2 separate regions of the Callithrix jacchus genome follow, and region 2 is linked to region 1. The links are chromatin contacts, called in public Hi-C maps. All regions are on one chromosome and are shown on one strand. The core of a region is the stretch at or near the end of the contact, and the rest is flanking DNA. Distances in the headings are between cores, read along the strand shown.

Region 1 (5,911 bases), core at 1,369-3,868:
CTAGTCTGGGTGACCCGGTCGAGCATTTATCAGAGACATCTGCTGATTCTTTGGAAGCCATGTCTGAGGGGGACACTCCGACCCCTTTTTCCAGGGGCAGCCGGACTCGCGCCAGCCTTCCCGTGGTGAGGTCAACCAACCAGACGAAAGAACGATCTCTGGGTAAGCTTTCGAAAGCAGTTTCTGATGCCCCTTTCTTACTGAATGTGTGTCTTGTTATACTTCTGAGCCTACACCCTTGATTTCAACATGAATTTGCTCTTGATTTGCAAATATCCTAGTTCTGGGAAACGTCATTGGTTTAGTATCAAGCAGTGAGGATTTGCCTGCTGGGTAATCAGGTCAAGTGCAAGCTGGCTTTGAGGCTGGGCACATTCAGAGGTGGTTGGCATTAGCAATTCAAGACAAGAGACTGGTAGTATTTTGCCTATATTCCTCCTGCTATACAGCAGGAGTCCCCAGTCCCCAGGCCATGGACCTGTATCAGTCGGTGGACTGTTAGGAACTGGATTGCACAGCAGGAGGTGAGCGGAGGGTGAGCAAGCATTATCGCCTAAGCTCTGCCTCCTGTCAGATCAGCGGGGGCATCAGCTTCTCAGAAGAGCTGAACTCTTTCATGAACTGCATGTGTGAGGGATCTAGGTTGCATGCTCCTTACAAGAATCTAACGAATGCCTGATAATTCGAGATGGAACAGTTTCATCCTGAAACCATCCCCCTACCTGCCATCTGTGGAAAAACTGTCTTTCACAAAACTGGTCCCTGGTGCCAAAAAAGTTGGGGACCACTGCTCTATAGGAAACAGCAAAGAACTGGCTGCAGAATGACCCTCTTCTCACCTTCCAAACCTCCTCTCCCATCCCAGAAGCCAGGGCAGTTGGCATTTCTACCCAGTGATGTGGGTTTCCACCAGCCCCGCTCCACCTGTCTGCCAGTCCAGTGGTGGAGATAAAGTGGCCCCAGGACAAAAAGGGACAATGTGGCCAACACCTCCATAACTGTTCATAAGAACCACAAACCCGAGGCTGTTCCCACTACCGCGTGAAAGGATAGAGGGGCTTGGTTTGTGGAGTACACAGCTTTTCTGAAAGGCAAAAGGATTCTTTTTATGCTTTTTCCATATACCATTCCCTGTTTTTGTATGAAATTTCACTTTCTATCTTGCTTTACTTTTTTAATTTCTTTTTTTTTTTGGCCCTTTAATGAAATGGACAAGTCATGAGGATTTAGACCTCTGTGTCAACTGGGCAGATATTGCTTATGCTTCACTGCCATGTTAAGGTTCTGATTTGGGTACTTGTGTTTGTAGACAGATGGGCTTGGGGCTAAGAGGGGACAGGAGAAGGGTCAACATGCAAAAGCCTTCAGAGTCTGGCACGTGCAAGAGACAGCTGAACTCTGCCATGTAAAACTGAGCAAATGTCTTATTGAAAGAAGAAAGAAGATAGCTGCGAGAGAAGGGACCTGATTCTATTTCCTTCGCTGCAGATGATGACCCACACAGACTGGATTCAGACATTGTCCTAGCTGTCCTAAACAGAAACCACAACTTTCTTATTATTTGTGTTATCAATGTTAATAGCTAACATTACATTTTGTATACTTGACCTTAGGTTAGTAATCTAGAATCCTCATTTTATAAATGAGAGAAGATCACAGACAATGTGCTTTTTGTTGATGTGGTGTGGTTGCTTGTTCGAGCTCACACAGTTAATTAAATGGCAGCAGTGGGAAGTCCAGGGCTCCACTTCCCATTAACATCATCTTACTAATGAAGGCACAAGGACACGCAGGGAAGGGACACACCAAGGAGCACTGTGGGCCAAGGTAGCGTCAAGATGACACAGCCTTCCACACCATCACCAGGCTGGGGCTTTCTATCTGGATTCAAGAAATTTGTGGTTTCTTTTCTTTTTGAGACAGAGTTTTGCTCTGTCACCCAGGCTGGAGTGTAGTGGCGTGATCACGACTTATGACAGCCTCGACTTCCCAGGTTCAAGGGATCCTCCCACCTCAGCCTTCCGAGTAGGATGGGATTACAAACATGTACCCCAATGCCTAGCTAATTTTTTACTTTTTGTAGAGATGGTTCTCACTATGTTGCCCAGGCCGGTCTGGAACTCCTGGACTCAAGTAATCCTCCCACCTTGACCTCACAAAATGCTGGGATTATAGGTGTGAGCCAGCATGCCTGGCCTGAAACTTGTGTTTTCTTAACTCCACTCACACTGAGTCAGGAGCCAGACAAGGAGTGGGATTTCTCCTTTGTGCTTTGGAGGAAATGAGTGAAGCTCCGGTCTCTGTAAAGATAACCTCTGCCCTGCAAACCAAAACAAAGATAAGAATAAATGCCTACCCGCCTTTCCCCATACCTGGGGAACTTTGATTCTGTTGGATAATGGATCTTTTGTCTTAAAGGCAGGAATTTCCTTTGCAGCCAAGAACAGTTGGCAGTGCAGGTTGAGACTTGCTGGGTTCAGGAACCAAGCCTTGGGGCAGAGAGGCTGCAGGAACTGGGGCCGGCTTGCCTGAAGAATGGCTGAGGGTGGCAGTGTTTTCGCATGGGGGAGGCCGTCTTCTGCAAATTGCCCCCGTTTTCCTCGGCATCCTTCTCTGTAGAGTGCCGGTGTGCTGTCACAGCAGGCTGAGAAATGCATCTCACCTGTTTATTCTGCCCTCCCTGTGAGGGGCTTTTGGGCTTGTAATTTTTCACTACTCCTGGATAGAAACAAAGGAACACGGTAAGAGGAGAGGAGAGAAATGAGAAGTTTCTTGCCAAAGTGAAGGGAAGCTCTGGTTCCAGAAAATGAGGCTGGCCCTGGGCCAGCTGGGCTGATGTTGCCCTTGACCGCCCCTTTGTGGCCGACTGGGGAATGTCCCTCCAGCCGCACCTGGCCCTGATGGCGTAATCCAGTTGAGCCTGGATGGGAAATAAAGAGGAAAATGTGAGTCACAGCAAGTGCAGATACAGTCTCCCTCCCAACGGCCTTGCTCAGCATTAGTCTTTGGGAAATTCCCGCCTGCCTGGCCTTATTTAACACACAAACGCACTGGCTCCTGGGATAAACAGTGTTCCCCAGAGAGCCCCGGCCATGTGCTGGGGTGTCTCCCAGCACCTGGGTGGCCCAGAAGCACAGCTGCAACTCCATGGGACCTCAGAGATGCAGACTGGATGCTTTGAGCTGTGACCCCCCTGAAAACTTGCTGTTGATGCCATCTGGAAGCCCTGGATGTCTTTTGGGATCTGTACATTGTCACTGTATCTCAGTCCACAGCGTTTAAGTTCTCCCGTGAAGTCGTGTTGATCTTGCCTTTATTTAAAATGTTGATGGTTCGTTCATCATGGGGTTTTTTAAATTTTTTTTTTTTTTTTTTTTTGAGACGGAGTGTCGCTCTTGTTACCCAGGCTGCAGGGCAATGGCGCGATCTCGGCTCACCACAACCTTCCACCTCCTGGGTTCAGGCAATTCTCCTGCCCCAGCCTCCTGAGTAGCTGGGATTACAGGCACACGCCACCATGCCCAGCTAATTTTCTGTATTTTTAGTAGAGATAGGGTTTTAGCATGTTGACCAGGATGGTCTCGATCTCTTGACCTCATGATCCACCCGTCTCAGCCTCCCAAAGTGCTGGGATTACAGGCGTAAGCCACCACGCCCGGCCTCATTTTATTTCTTAAGAGCAAGTTTTTAGGTTTGTAACAAGATTGAGCAGAAAGTACAGACAGTTCGCACACACCTTGGCCTCCAGGCATGCACAGCCTCCTCCATGATCAGCATCCCCCACTAGAGTGGTACATGTGTTACCATCAATGAAATGAGACCGACATATTGATATTACCCAGAGTCCATAGTTTACACTGGGGTTCACCCTTGGTGTTGTACATTCTATGGATTTGGACAAAGGTCAGGATGTGTAGCCACCGTTATGGTATTATACAGAATGGTTTCACTTGCCCTAAAAATCCTCCATGCTCCGCTTGTTCATCTCTTCCTCCTGGCTGACCACTCGCCAGCCACTCATCTTTTCACTGTCTCCATAGTTTTGCCTTTTACAGAATGTCTTATAGTTGGAATCCCACAGCATGTAGCCTTTTCAGATTGACTTCTTTCACTTAACAATATGCATTTACATTTTCTCCTTATCTTTTTATGGTTGGATAGCTCATTTCTTTTTCACACCTCAATTATCTGAGGGTTTTATTGCATTCTCTTGTATTGTGTTTTGAGACAGGGTCTCCTTCTGTCACCCAGGCTGGAGCACAGCGGTGCAGTCACAACTCACTGCAGCCGCAATTTCAAGCATAGGTGATTCTCCCACCTCAGCTTCCTGAATAGCTGGGACTACAGACATGCACCACCATGCCTGGCTAATTTTTTGTACCTACGGGGTTTGGTCTTATGCCCAGGTTAGTTTCAAACTCCTGGGCTCAAGCAGTCTGCCCACCTCAGCCTCCCAAAGTGCTGGGATTACAGGTGCGAGCTACCACACCCAGACTGAATAATATTCTATAGTCCGGATTTACTACAGTTTATTTGTCTGTTCACCTTCTGAAGGATATTGTAGTTGCTTCCAAGTCTTGGCAGTTATAAATAATGCTCTGTAAACATTCACATACAGGTAGTTGTGTGAACATACGTTGCAGCTCCTCTGGGTAGATACCAAGGAACATGATTGCTGGATTACATGGGAAGTCTCTGTTTTGTTTTGTCATGGATTATTGCATTAATTTTGATTTTTTTTTTAATATTGCACAAAAACTTTATCATGATCACTGAGCTTTTGGGAGACCCTCAAATTTTGCACTGAAAGTATGTGCCTTGCTGACCTCACCCCAGTGCCAGCCCCTCATGTCATTCCAGGAGTGTTAGATACTGTTACTGCCGGCCCCCAACCACAGAGCCTGGAGTAAGGAGAGTGAGGAAAGCCCAGTTCCCCCGGCCTGTACTCTACATGGTGCCACCATTTGTCAGTGGAGTCCTTCCCCAGCTCAGGCAGCACAGAAAGGTGAGGCCTGGACACCTTGAGGGTGGAGCCAGGACAAGATGGAATCCTCACACCACTCCGGCTCCTGAGGTGAGAGGAAATCTTCCCTCACTTCAGGCTGCCTGTGCCTGGAGATAAACCTGCCTGCCTCTTAGTTTCTCCACTCGAATAATTCCTCATTTCTATTGTTTCAGTGTATTTGGAAGCTGGGAGAAATGCAGGAAGGCTGAGCATGGTGCATTTCACAGATGCAGTTAGCAGACAGGCAAGAGAGAGAATGGGGAACAGTAGATGTGTTTTGGACCATCTTACACGTCATTGGAGTCTGTGTGATGGTCTCCCTTGGGTGCTGTGCTGGATGCAAGGCATCTACTTCTCATTTGGGAGAAGCATTTTGACTTCAGGCAGAGCCAATGCCAGCAACACCTGAATCCTTTCTGAGGCTGAGAGCCTAGGGATTTACAAAGCAGAAAGGTAAAGAAGGAATTGATGGATTGAGCAGCGCTGACTTATCCCATCACCAGATTCCAACAACGGATGTGTCTAAATCTTTACTGCCCCAGAATGGTGCTTTCCCTGGCCTTTCCTCTCATCCAGAGCCCCACTGCAATTCTTTTCAGTGGAATTGATGCCCCTTCTCCTTTATTCTTTCTTCAGTGAAAATGGAGCAGACCAGGAGAAAGGAAGCCTAAAAAAGTAAAGTGAAAACCGCCTTCCAGTAGAATTTGGTTGTAGAATAATTTCCATGAAAAATTGTCCTGCTGATATTGGGTCTGGAGTCTTAATGATGGAGTAGTTTCTTTTTAATCATGGTGCTGTCTTAGAAATGATCTGGCATGTGACCGTGGGCGGGGGCTGGTGTCTGGCCGCTGCGTAGTCGGCCTTTGGGGAAAGGGTAGCCACAAGACGTTCCCACTCTTCTGTGAG
Region 2 (5,911 bases), core at 1,687-4,186, 130 kb after region 1:
CTCAATAAATTAAAACTAATGGCCAAAATAACACAGCACTAAAATTATCTTCCTGTTAATCAACTGTAGTTAAAATCGCAAAAGAAGAATGTAAATGTAAAGTGTATCTGGCCCAGAATGAAAGATGCTTCCTCGGCTGTTACAAATGCTATTTAAGGTTCTTATTGAAAGCATCTATCCAGTCCTATTATTGAAACGAGCAGAGCTTTATAACTGCCCCCCCCCCCCGTCACCAGGCAGCCACATCTTTGATGGTAACTGTATGTTCTGTGATGCAATGAAGATTTATCATAGAACCATCTCACCTTTTAGTATAATGAAGATTTATCATAGAACCATCTCACCTTTTAGTATAACGAATAGCAATTTTGAGGGCTTTCTCCAGTGTTGATGATTCTCTTGTTTCTTGGAAAACTTAAATCTCTCAAATTGGGATTATAAGGGAGCAGTTTGTGAACTCTTCTCATGGCCATAATGAGCGTTGTCTTCTGTCACCTCTCCCATTGGAGCTGTGGCTCATATCGTCCTGGATGCCAACACAATGTGTTTGATTAAAATTAGAGTGTCCCTCTCAGTAGTCTGGAGGGATAAAAACATCAATTTGAGTTATTCTTTTCCTAATAAATTAAATTAGGCCGCTGTTCATCCCAATCTCAAAATAGCTTCCAAAATTTGACTTAGTTCACACATTTATAGACAGAGCTAATCACCCACCATGAGTGGGTAAGGCTGTTATTTGTCTGAAATGTTTTTGTGACAGCCCAATTATCTAAAACTAGGTCTCCAGATTCTTCTTTAAAACTTCTTTAAAATACATATCCTGGCCGGGCACAGTGGCTCACACCTGTAATCCCAGCACTTTGGGAGGCCGAGGTAGGTGGATCACCTGAGGTCAGGAGTTTGAGACTAGCCTGGCCAACATGGTGAAACCCTGTCTCTTTTAAAAATACAAAAAAGATTAGCCGGCCATGGTGATGTGTGCCTGTAATCTTTAAAACACCTTTTGAAATATATATCCTTTTGGCTAGGTGCAGTGGCTCATGCCTGTAACCCCAGCACTTTGGGAGGCTGTCAGGGGAAGGATCACTTGAGCCCAGGAATTCAAGACCAGCCTGGGCAATATAGAAACCTAGGGAGACCTCATGTCTACAAAATAAAAATTAAGAATAAAAATAAACCCTAGCCAGGCATGGTGGCACACACCTGTGGTCCCAGCTACTCAGGAGGCTGAGGTAGGAGGATGGCTTCAGCCTGACAGATGAAGGCTGCATGATTGCACCACTGCACCTCAGCCTGGGTCACAGAGCAAAACCCTGCCTCAAAAAAAGTTAAACACATCTATGTACACACATATCCTTTTAATAATAGTAGTGTAAATTTCATTCTATGATATAAAGTAGGTTAACTGATTGGATGGATAGGTCTGAATGGCAAGAGAGCAGTTTATAAAAGACAGCTGGAAATAGCTAGAAGAGAAGAACTAGAATGTTTCCAGCATGAAGAAAAGACAAATATTTAAGGTGACAGATAGCCCAAGTACACTGATTTGATCTGTACAAATTACATGTACTAAATTATCACAAGTACCCCAAAATTCACATCTGTTGTGTATTGATATTTAAAAAGAGCTTATTTTTAAAAAGCCAGAAATTTCAACTCTGAAATATCAGAACAGCAATATCTCTCTTTCCTTCCCCTCTCCCTCGTTCTCCTTTTCCTCCTTCTCCTCCTTCTTCTTCTTCCAGGCCCTAGAATATAAATCTTCTTGTGGAGCATGTTAGGTTGAATTACTGGGAGCCATTCAGAAGACAGAGAGATAATATTTGGGTCTAAAACTATGAAGAGATGAGGGCTGAGATTATAGGCATGGTGGTTCACGCCTATAATCTCAATATTTTGGGAGGCTGAGGTGGGTGGATCACTTGAGGTCAGAAGTTCGAGACCAGCCTGGCCAACATGGCAAAACCCCATCTCTACGGAAAATACAAAAATTGGCCAGGCATGGTGGTGGGTACCTATAATCCCAACTATTCAGGAGGCTGAGGCAAGAGAATCACTTGATCCAGAGAGATGGAGGTTGCAGTGAGCTAAGATCAGGCCACTGCACTCCAGCCTGGGTGACAGAGAGAGACTCTGTCTGCAAAAAATAAAACTATGAAAAGAAATTGGGTCTAGATAATTTCTACATGAAAATAATAATTGGTCTTCTAATAATAGTCAGGAAATATATTCCAACAAACTATGTTCTGCTTTTTAAAAAGCTAGGATGAAAAGCAATTTAAACAAATAGAATGCTATAAACTCTCATCTGTGACTATTTGACATTCTGTGGTGTGTAGTTGATATTTCAAAAGTCTTACTGATCACCATGTTAAAAATGTATTTCCAGCATTCATTTTAGCCCCATGTCTCTTTTAATGTTTGAATTAACAAATTTGATTTGTAGTGTTTTATCTAAGGTAAGTATCACAAACATTTGCATAGAGGTGGCATGGTTGTATACAGTCATGTCAGTATACATTTCTGTACATTCCATAAAGCTGTGACATTTAAGAGTCTCTGTGTGCAGGGTTATGAAGCCCAAGAAGCATATTGTGTAGAAGAGATGACAGCAGAATTCTAGGTAGACTGACTCTGAGTCAGATGACAGCTTCTTGAAGTATTAATTACACACTGACAGACATGCTGGTTGTTAACGGAACCAGGATAATATTTGGATCTTAGCTCTTCCAGCAAAGCTTTGCAAGACTGGACACTGTGTCGGGTCAATGCAGGGAAGTCATTCTGTTTGGTCATGCAATGGAAAAGAACTTTTCCACGTGATGTTACCATATTCAGAGCCCTTCCATGGGGTAGCACAATCTCTTCATGTCAAGAATGCATTAGCTGTAGGAAGTTTCCCATGGGTGGGCTCACAGGACATTGGACCCCTTTCCATAGTTCACACACGTGGACAGTGGGCAGATGAGGCTTTCCCCCTCTGGTCCTGAAGTAGCATCATTTCATCTGAAATGGCCACAAGCAATTTTGGTTGATTTTTCATAGCAGAACGAAAGGCAACACCAAAAACTCCATCCCACTTCTTGCAAGGGAGGAATTTGTCATCTTCCCTCGGATCCTGTTGAACACATGTGGCATCCTGCCTGAACCCCTCCCGCAGCTGCCATGCGATCCTGAGCTCCATCCACTTGCCCACCTAAGTGAAAGGGGCCTTTGAGGGCCATCTGTTTGCAGATGACACCATGCGTTTCTTTTTCTCTTGCTGTTTCTGGCTGCGCACTCTGGGCTCCAGGAGGTGGAATCGCTGTTCAGCTACTGCCCCCTAGTGGTTTGCATTTCCGAAAGTTCTTTTTTTTTTTTTTTTTTTTTTTTTTTCTTTTTTTTTTGAGACGGAGTTTTGCTCTTGTTACCCAGGCTGGAGTGCAATGGCGCGATCTCGGCTCACCGCAACCTCCGCCTCCTGGGTTCAGGCAATTCTCCTGCCTCAGCCTCCTGAATAGCTAGGATTACAGGCACGGGCCACCATGCCCAGCTAATTTTTGTATCTTTAGTAGAGACGGGATTTCACCATGTTGACCAGGATGGTCTCGATCTCTTAACCTCATGATCCACCCGCCTCGGCCTCCCAAAGTGCTGAGATTACAGGCTTGGGCCACCGCACCCGGCCTTGAAAGTTCTTTTTCCTTGTTTCCTTGAGAGATTTTCTCTTCGTAGATTTATAGGTGTTTAGGATGGGGTTAATAATGCACCCAAGGAGATGGTTGTTTTCTCAAGGGTGAGACCTCGAGCTCTTCTCTTAGAGCTAGCATCCCCCTCTATCCACAGACACTACATCTGTCGTCATTTTTATTTTCTGCAGTCATTCTTCTCTTGGAAGCTTGGAGAAGAAAGTTCGTCCTTGTTGATGGGACAGTCAGTGTAAACCAGAGGTTCTCATTCAGGGGCAGCTTTGCTCCCCATTCCCCAGGGACACTGGACAGTGTCTGGGTCTGGAAACATTCTGGTTTGTCACAAGCTGGGGTTGGTAAAGTTGCTACTGGCATCTAGTTGATGAAAGCCAAAGGTGCTGCTAAAGATCCCACCATGCACAGGTTTCCCACACCCCAACAAAGAACTACGCGGCCCCAAAATGTCAAATGCCAAAGTCGAGAAGCCTGATATTAACTAATATGGGCTGCTCATTTTGCTGCACCGCAGGTCGGTCTATTTCTCTCTCTCTCTCTCTCTCTCTCTCTCTCTCTCTCTCTCTCTCTCTCTCTCCCCCCCCCTTCCTCCCTCCCTCCCTCCCCCTCCCCTTTTTCCCCCACCCCACCTATCCATCCACTGAATATAAAGACTGAGTCCTCTGTTAGCCAGGCACAATCATCCCTTGGGCCAATGTAGAAGATTCCCTGGAAAACCCTCCTTGTACCTGCCCCACACCACTGCAAAATGTTCCAAGCCACTGTGCCAAGATGAGCACCTGCCCCTCCATGTGAAAGGCAGGGGAGGGGCTGGGGCACTGTACAGAATCAGAGGCTGAGATGGGCACTTGGCCCCTGCACTTCCCCTGTGAGGCCTCATGTTCACCTTTACGTGCTGGTGTCCTTTCTCCCGCAGTGAGTTGGAAGAATTTGTTGAAGACTTGAAGAAGGACTCCACATCAGCCAGCCGAGCAGTTACTCTGAAAGACGTGGAAGATGGGGCTTTCCTCCTGCGTCAAGTGGGAGAGGCTGTAGCTACCCTGAAAGGTAAGCTTTCTGCTAGGGGTGAGGAGTCTGAACTTCCTTTCCTGGGGTGTTTAAAAGTGTGTCACATAAAGAAGGATTCATTCATGTAACTATTTACTAAACACCTTCGCATGCCAGGTACTGTTCTGGGTACTTGGGATAACTCACAGCACAAAGTAGGCAAACATCTCCATCTTCTTAGAGCTGATAAGATAGTGGGTGTTATAAGATTTCACACAAAATGATTCTCGTAACAGTTTCTATTTGCGAGGCTCTTGCACGGGTTGCACGGTTGCGAGGCTCTTGCACGGGTTGCACATGCCAAACTAATCAGAAACACGAGGAGGGAGGATCACTTGAGCCCAGGAGTTCAAGACCAGCCTAGGCAACATGGAGAGACCCCCCCCCCATCTCTACAAAAGAAAAATAAAAAAGTTAGCTGGGCATAGTGGTGCATGCCTGTGGTCCCAGATACTCAGGAGACTGAAGTGGTAGGATCTCTTGAGCCTGGGAGGGCAAGGCTGTGGTGAGCCATTCTTGTACCACTGCACTCCAGCCTGGCAGCCTGGGTAACAGAGTGAGACCCTGTCTCCAAAAAATAAACAAAAAACCTATAGCCAGGCATAGTGGTTCACACCTGCAATCCTAGCTCTTTGGGAGGTCAAGGCAGGAGAATTGCCTGAGGCCAGGTGTTCAAGACCAGCCGAGGCAACATAACAAGGCCCCATCCCTAAAAAAAGAAAAAAAGATTTTTTTTGCCAGGTGCAGTGTCTTTATGCCTGTAATTCCACAAAAATTAGCTGGGCATGGTGGCGCACACCTGTAGTCCCAGCTATTCAGGAGGCTGAGGCAGGAGAATTTCTTGAACCCAGGAGACAGAGGTTACAGTAAGCCAAGATTGTGCCACTACACTCCAGCCTGGGTGACAAAGCAAGACTCCATCTCAAAAAAAAAAAAACTAATTAGCTGGGCATGGGGGAGTGCAGCACCTAAATCATCCCAGCTATCCAGGAGGCTGAGGCAAGAGGATTGCTTGAGCCCAGGTGTTTGAGGCTCCAGTGAGCTCTGATCACACCACTGCACTCCAGCCTGAATGACAGAGTAAGACCTCATCAATCCGTCAAATGAAAAAGTAATAATAACCCTAAGGGTCAATTGGCTTTATCCCAAATACACAGACAGGAAACAGGTCTAGAAGAGCT

The links. Hi-C and Micro-C count contacts between places; a contact is called where the count stands out from the background.
Region 2: a Hi-C map of skeletal muscle shows a contact between it and region 1, with 2.9 times the contacts expected there. The contact joins two enhancer-like sites. A contact is called at or near these places in 2 of 3 Hi-C or Micro-C datasets (both in skeletal muscle).

What each region holds. Positions count from the first base shown.
Region 1 is chr7:24,785,388-24,791,298 of calJac240_pri, forward strand. It overlaps KIAA1217 (KIAA1217 ortholog), which reads left to right. Exons shown (of 24, transcript XM_009000044.5): 7 at 1-162. Among named protein-coding and RNA genes, the nearest start is that of ARHGAP21, 330 kb to the right of the region's middle. Within about 2 kb of position 2,619, at least 5 of the 16 cell types and tissues checked have an H3K27ac peak or open chromatin away from gene starts, as enhancers often do. A contact at or near this core is called in skeletal muscle, where this site is marked.
Region 2 is chr7:24,916,660-24,922,570 of calJac240_pri, forward strand. It overlaps KIAA1217 (KIAA1217 ortholog), which reads left to right. Exons shown (of 24, transcript XM_009000044.5): 14 at 4,600-4,730. LOC118143166 (a long non-coding RNA gene) reads right to left here. Exons shown (of 4, transcript XR_008482491.2): 3 at 345-526. Among named protein-coding and RNA genes, the nearest start is that of ARHGAP21, 200 kb to the right of the region's middle. Within about 2 kb of position 2,937, at least 1 of the 16 cell types and tissues checked has an H3K27ac peak or open chromatin away from gene starts, as enhancers often do. A contact at or near this core is called in skeletal muscle, where this site is marked.